Regions from separate parts of the Zea mays genome. Here region 1 is linked to region 2. A link is a contact called in public Hi-C data. All regions are on one chromosome and are shown on one strand. The core of a region is the stretch at or near the end of the contact, and the rest is flanking DNA. Distances in the headings are between cores, read along the strand shown.

The links. A called contact is a pair of places that touch in the nucleus more often than the background predicts.
Region 1: a contact with region 2 is called in a Hi-C map of ear, with 3 times the contacts expected there. The contact joins the enhancer-like site here to the promoter of LOC103635106 in region 2. A contact is called at or near these places in 4 of 25 Hi-C or Micro-C datasets (ear, leaf and tassel).

What each region holds. Positions count from the first base shown.
Region 1 is chr8:40,520,539-40,524,035 of Zm-B73-REFERENCE-NAM-5.0, forward strand. No RefSeq gene overlaps it. Among protein-coding and RNA genes, the nearest start is that of LOC103635108, 31 kb to the right of the region's middle. Within about 2 kb of position 1,668, at least 12 of the 20 cell types and tissues checked have an H3K27ac peak or open chromatin away from gene starts, as enhancers often do. A contact at or near this core is called in ear, leaf and tassel, where this site is marked.
Region 2 is chr8:40,192,930-40,196,692 of Zm-B73-REFERENCE-NAM-5.0, forward strand. LOC103635106 (craniofacial development protein 1) reads right to left here and starts at 1,828. Exons shown (of 4, transcript XM_008657651.4): 1 at 1,636-1,828. The coding sequence starts at 1,675. It overlaps LOC101027200 (ubiquitin-40S ribosomal protein S27a-like), which reads left to right and starts at 2,009. Exons shown (of 1, transcript NM_001112002.2): 1 at 2,009-2,795. The coding sequence starts at 2,095. The coding sequence ends at 2,562.

The DNA.
Region 1 (3,497 bases), core at 418-2,917, 330 kb after region 2:
AATTAGAGACCATTAGAAGGTGATTAAGTGTTCTTAAGACAAGTAGGCTTGATCCTGTTCAAAAATTAGGGGAAATGAGGCTCAAAGTTGGGCTGTCAGGCTCATGGATTCTGACTGACGATCAGGCAGATTTACTCTGAATTTCTTCCTGTCTGATCAACTTTGAGGCCTTGCAGAAGCTATTCTATGTGACTTGGTGCTAGGTTGGTTTGAGCAAAGTTGGAGATCTAGTATTCATGAGCAAGTTTTCTTAGGAGACTCTGGCTTGATGTCATATAGATTAGAAGATAAGGGTGCTCAAATTGTCTCTTTCGAAAATGGAGAAATCAGATGAAGACTGAAGATTGAAGTTCAGAAAATTGGAATGGTACCAGTGTGATACAACTGGTTTTTGGGTACTTTAATTTGTAATCTATGTTGTTTAGGTCCAAGAACCCTATAATAACTTTGCAGATCCTTGTTTAGTGAACAAGCTCTGTTAATGGAGACTGACCTATTCTTAACCAGAATAAGGAGAAAAGGATGAATGAAGAGGGGAAGATTAGTCAAGTGCTGTAGATTCAAAAGTGCAGAAATATCTATCCCTGATCTTTTCCTCTTGTCGTGTCTTACTTTGGAATAGAGTGAAGATAGAGATGAGGAGATGGCAGGGATGTTCAAAACTTTGTCCATCACTGAAATATCACAAAGTCTGAAATATCTGCTACAGTGACATCTTATCTCCCTACCCCCTGCCATGGATAAACTCACCCTTGCCTTGCTATGCTCTGGGAACCGGCATGGGTCTTCAGGGTAGAGCCACGCTTCACACCCATGCACTCTCTGGCATACCTAGAGTTATCCTTGCTGTAATCCCAAGCACCCAGCCATCCCTTGATCTTTTCACTGCCTATTTAAGAGTAATCGAGGGGAAGAAGTAGGAGTAAAGGAGAGATCCTTACCTCTGTCGTCAACCATGGTGTGTAGCTTCAACATAGTTTTGTTGCCTTCCTTTCCCCAAACTCTACCGTGAACGTGCCCAAATTCCTTGGTCAAGTGACTCAACGTGTCTGGTGACCACGTCGCCGACGCCTCAACCACACGTGGCCAGGCGACTACAGTATGGTTCAACGCATATAAATCAATGTTCTAGTGTCCTTATGTGCTGGTGAAGCTCACCGATGTATCTGTTGGTCTTTACGGTCATAGTTTGGTTGGAACATGAGCTCGACGCCACATGAACTGCTCCGGTGTCAACCACCAAAACTCGGTTGGTCCGACGCCGATTCATGTAAGCGTTGCGTCGTCCGTGTCCTACTAGTGCTCCCTGTGCCCTTAATTTGAACCCTCTGGTACTTGTGTCGTATGGACGGATGCCACGGAACCGGAACCCCGTCGTGGGCGCGGTTAGGTCACTCTGGAGGTTTATGAGCTAAATCCATGCCCAAGGCTACTCGGTTTAGGTCAGAATTAGGTCTGGCAGGTGTTTAATGGGCGCTCGAGCTCTCCGCCGCCGTGACATGGCAGGAGGTTCGTCCGCGCCGCCGGCCGGACTCGGGGACCTAATTTTGAAAGACAAAGAAGTTAGAAGGGGCAGAAGGTAAAGTGTCAGTGACACATAGAAGTCGGTCGAGGATTTCCTTTCAGATGTTTAAACCGGCTGGGGTCTTTGCGCAAATCCACCCGCGCGGTCGTGGGCGCGCTTGAGTTCTGCACAGGCCTGGGTCGGCTGGGCTGATTTCGGCCCAGCACTGTTAACAGTTTTTCCTTTTCTTTTTCCAATTAAGTTTGCAAATCCATAGAAATTAGTAGAAAAATGATAAAAATATGGGACTAATTTTTCTAAACACCTAAATTCATTTAGTATTTAATAAAAATAGTTCCAAGATTTTTAGTCCAAACTTGGATTTATTTGGTATTTAAAAATGCATAAACCTAGTCTTTTAGAATTTTAGAATTTATTTCGTACATCCAAAAATACTAAATCTTTTTGGATAAGCTTAACTTGAGGATTAAAGCCCTTGGGTAAAGTTTGGCATGCTTTGGACATTGTTTGGTCCCAAACCTAAGACACTAGCTTCCTAGGATATAATTGCCTAACCCTAATAGAGTACTAACTCAGGAAACCCTAGTAACTAGTGTGTACAGTGAAGGAAAGTTGTATTCAAGATACAACTTAGTGTGTTTCTATTGTAACTGCATATTCATAGCATCACATGAGGATTCATGTATATATTTTGTTATGCATAGAAAACGAAGAAGAAGTGGTAGTCGAAGAAGAAACTGCCCCACAAGCTAAAATTCCACCTGTCGAGAACTACTTCTACTTTGATATTTGTGGAACAGATCCTAAGCCTTCTACAACACAAGGCAAACCCCGGTGCATTTACCCCTTTCCTTGTTTTTTTTAAACTCTTTATCACTTGAGATGATGCATTAGGTGATAGGAGTTAGTGCTAAACAATTGCTGCATTTCCTTCCTTGGAACTGTTTACCATTCCTTGATACTTGTTTTACTTAAAAGTTTTCTGATGCTTAGTCTTGCCTTAGAAAACAAAATGTTTTGTTTTAAACAAAGATGATGTTGCACATGGAATGGGAAGTTTTCAAAGAAAAGACTTGATGGTGGATCCATCATGGCCATGATGGGTTCAGCATCGGAAAAGATGTACCTCTGACAGGTACCAAACTTTGGATTTTAAATGCTAAAACCGAGACCGGGCGGGTGACTTGCACGAGAAGGAAGTCTCGGTGTAGTGTCTCCGTCTAAGTCGATTAAGGACCATGTTGATGTAGGCTTGATGATTGAGGACCTTTTAACTGGCCACATGCCTCCTCATTGGTAAGCTTTGCCTCAGTTGGACCAATACCAGAAAGGCTAACACACAATGAGAGTGGAGAGATGGCGAGAGTAGCGTGTACCCTCCGTGGCAAGAGGCTGGATGGTGGTGTATCTATGCTCTCGGTTGGCGTGAACCCGGTCTGGTCTTAAGAAACCCGGTGGCGATTTGACATATGCAAGGGTTAAGTGCTACATATGTTGTGTGGATGGAGATCCCCAGCTGGGTATTAATCGATTCGAATTGCCGTTACTTCTCGGACATGAAGACTTGGTCACTGCCCTACACGTAGAAATCCAGTGAAATGAAGGGTTCATAAAAGACGGCTAGTGTAGGCCAAGTGCTTGAACTAGGAAAGAATGAACTCTAGATGCAGGTAATGACTTAACCTAATAATAAAAGTGGATTTTTAAGGATCCACTATTAGTAAGCATTTATGTAAACAGAGTCTTTGAATCTTGACAAGCTTTACCTTGAATCCCACAAGCCAGCATATCCTTGAGAGTCTTTTCCTTTGTCGGGTAAGACTTGCAAAAGTACACTCTGTACTCAGGGTTTTTGAACCCATGTTGTTGTAGGTGATGAAACAGCGGAGTTTTGTTGTTTCTGCTCGAAGGTGGTGCCAAAGGAGGAGGCCAATCAGTAAACTGTTTGGGGAGGATGTGTTGCCTCCTAGTT
Region 2 (3,763 bases), core at 578-3,077:
AAACACTCTGGATATGCACATGCATGATGCATCTTCCTGAATAGTGAACATGAACAAACATATGTTTTGCACTTAATAAAATATTAAAAAAGAGAACAATAAGAATGACCCAGAAACAATATGAATCACTCCAGTCCAACACTGTTGCCTCATTTTCACGAGTAGCAAAATTGCACTATACAAAGGTGTCAGGGCCCAAGAGGGCCACTACAGTGACGGTGGTACTGTAGCACGCACTTAGGTTGGTTAGATAAAGATAAAGCTAGTTTAGAATAAAATTAGAATTAGATATAAGATTAGATCTAGTGTTTAGAGATCAAGTAACCCTCTCTATATAAGGAGAGGGATTGTATCAATTGAAGATAAGCAAGAGATTAAAAAGAAATCCCTTCTCTCTTGCCGGACGTGGGGAAATCCCTGCGGCCGGCCTCCCAGCGCCCCTAAACCTAGCCGTTACCCTCAAACCCCTCGCAGGTCACCCATTGAACGGTACCGCGAGTACTGTAGCACTGTCCAGCGCTGGTGCTACTCATCCATGTGAACAGTGCCACGCTTCCCCAGCCAACAGCCTGGCGACAAGTGTCGGGGTCCTAGTCCTAGACCCCAAACTTACCGCTCGTACTACCTCCGTAACCCTAGATTGATAACAAAAGGTCACCACGCTCAAGTAGCTTGGAGGTCAAAACTGATTCTACTGGAAGTTATCTGATCAAATCTTTTAATTGGTTTTTTATTCTAAGGGGCTGTTTGGTTTCTAGGGACTAATGTTTAGTCCCTTCATTTTATTCCATTTTAGTCTATAAATTGCCAAATATAGAAACTAAAATATATTTTTAGTTTCTATATTTAGCAATTTTGGAACTAAAATAGAATAAAATGTAGGGACTAAAAATTAGTCCCTAGAAACCAAACACCCCCTAAATAGGGAGTTGTGTTGTTTCTTATTCTTGTGCTGGCTACACAAATGGTTTACTCTCTCCATCTGTGAGAAAGGAATGGTGAAGTTAACAGGACTAAGTGCTAAAAGGTCAGAACCCTTACAAACATGTTCTCGAGGGACAAAACAAAAAATGAACTGCATGTTCCAACATAACCATCTTGCAATGCATCCCACAAACCCAGGGGCCTGTTTATGCATTTCAGGCTGTTATCTCATCCTAATTAAGCGCCTTGCATAAATTAGTCATCGTATCTGAAGAGGTAAAACTGCAGACTTGTCCTATCAACAATCCTCTTTGTCCCGGAGCGGTGGAGCTGAAGCATGAAAAGGAGTACTTTCACATCCATGGTAGGACAAACTGTAGGTACGCTGTTAACAATCTAATGGCAAGGTTTGACCATATGCATTATCTAATCCTAATGCAGCCACTGTACAAGGGAAAGCAAGTAACGAACAGTAATCTTATCAGGAGCCGTACAGGACTGCGATACCCAGCACACACATACATGTTACAAATTACAGAGAGGAAGATCCCTGCACTCAAGGTGGAATTGGACGCGCAAATCCCACAAGGAGCGCACCAACTAACTTGTCATCTCCCTTTCCATTTTTTTTACCTGCGAGGAACTGCAATTCCATGGATTCAACCAAGCAAAAGCATTCCATGCATCCAATATTTGTTTGGGGATTAGTACCTGAGGCTCCCACGTCGCCTATAGAGCTAGTTGACGCCATCTCCGAATCAATCCCTCGCCTCCCCGGCGGTTGTTGCTTCGGCTCCGCTCGGGACTCGGCCGGCGGAAGCGGAGGTGTCGCCGCAGCAAGACAGAGAAAGAGAGAGGAGAGGATAAACGAACTGGGGCACAAAAGTTACGAGGCCCAAACCAACCTCCGGGGGAACACAAAAGGGATTAGAAAATGAAGCGCATGCGGCCCAACTCTCATCACAGGAGGCCCATATGTGCCGTCCGATCCAAATCCTTTTGGATCCAGTGGGAGAGAGCACCCGACCCGAGCTATAAAAGAATCATCTCTCCCCTCTTGAACCCTAGCCTCCGCCCATACACACACAGCCCCATCCCGCCGCCGCAGGCGAGAACCAGCGCCACCTTAGGTTAGGGCGGCCGCCGCCGGAGAAGTGCGCGGTTGCCAAGATGCAGATCTTCGTGAAGACCCTGACGGGGAAGACCATCACGCTGGAGGTGGAGTCCTCGGACACCATCGACAACGTGAAGGCCAAGATCCAGGACAAGGAGGGCATCCCGCCGGACCAGCAGCGCCTCATCTTCGCCGGCAAACAGCTCGAGGATGGCCGCACCCTCGCCGACTACAACATCCAGAAGGAGTCGACGCTGCACCTGGTGCTCCGCCTCAGGGGAGGCGCCAAGAAGCGCAAGAAGAAGACGTACACCAAGCCCAAGAAGATCAAGCACAAGCACAAGAAGGTGAAGCTGGCCGTGCTCCAGTTCTACAAGGTTGACGACGCCACCGGCAAGGTCACCCGCCTCCGCAAGGAGTGCCCCAACGCCGAGTGCGGCGCGGGGGTCTTCATGGCCAACCACTTCGACCGCCACTACTGCGGTAAGTGTGGCCTCACCTACGTCTACAACCAGCAGGCGTAGGATGCCCCTCCTTTCTGTCGGGAAGGAAAATGGGAAGTCTTGCTAGGTGATAATCCTTTTTGCTTTGTTTTGTTTTGTTGCAATGGTAGTAGTTTCTTGGAACAGAACACCTGTATCTCTTTTGGCGACGCGTAGTTTGGGTTTAATTATATCATGTTGTTATGGGTCCTGTCAAGCACTGTTGAATTCGAATGGTTTTTGAATTAATCTTGTACTATGTTTTTATGATGCCATTCTCGGCCCCTGAATTAATTTGCGAATTACTGTGTGCAATCGATCGGATACATGTCGCTATTCGTTTTGTTTAGCATGTGATGACTCGTATCGTCGTATGCTTGCAAAACGGTGCTGCTTCTGGTTACTATCATGTCTTTTGTTTAAATAGTGTATGCCGCGCGCCGCGATGTCAAAATCGTCTGTGAGATCTTAAATTGTACATAAGTATTATGTCTGAATTAAGAACCAGGTGCACAATTTTTTTTAGAGGTCTAAGGCAATAACATAAAAGTCAAGAGCACATAAGCGTTTGGTAGCATCAGCAATATTTATCATGAGGACTAAAGTCATGGATATGAGTTCGAAAATGACCAAGTGGGTGACCTTTAAAATAACATTTGGAACGAAAAACATTAATATGTACGAAACATAGTTCGTCAGTGAGTGAATCTCTACTTAGTAAGGGGCAAAGTATAAATGAATCTAATGGTCTCAAGTGAACCCCCTCCCAAAAAAAAATGCCTTTGCGTTTGTCACATCTGAAGCAACATTACACACTCAGTAAAGTTAAAAACTAAAATAGGAACTCAATAGCTAGAAGTTGATATCCAAACAGTGCCCCCCCTATCTTCTGGTAAACGAAATCAGATGCGTTCAGAACCTTGTTCAAAAGTTAGCAGGATGGATTCTGAACCAGGATGGATTCTGAACCGGTTTTTTTTTGTTAGGAAGTACTATTTTCAAATGTTCTGCATTTGTCCGCATCCATGCAAGTGGAACATACACGACTATCAAAAAATAAAAAAAATAAAAAAAATACTTGATGAATGAAACACTCACCGGTGTCTTCCGACCTCCTGGTCTGATATGATGAGCGGAGGATGCCTAAGGAAAAACACGTGTAACTGCGCCGAATGTGAAGAATCAAAAACACGAAAAGGAATCCAGGGCAATGGAAGAGGGGAAGTTCGGGGAATGGAAAACC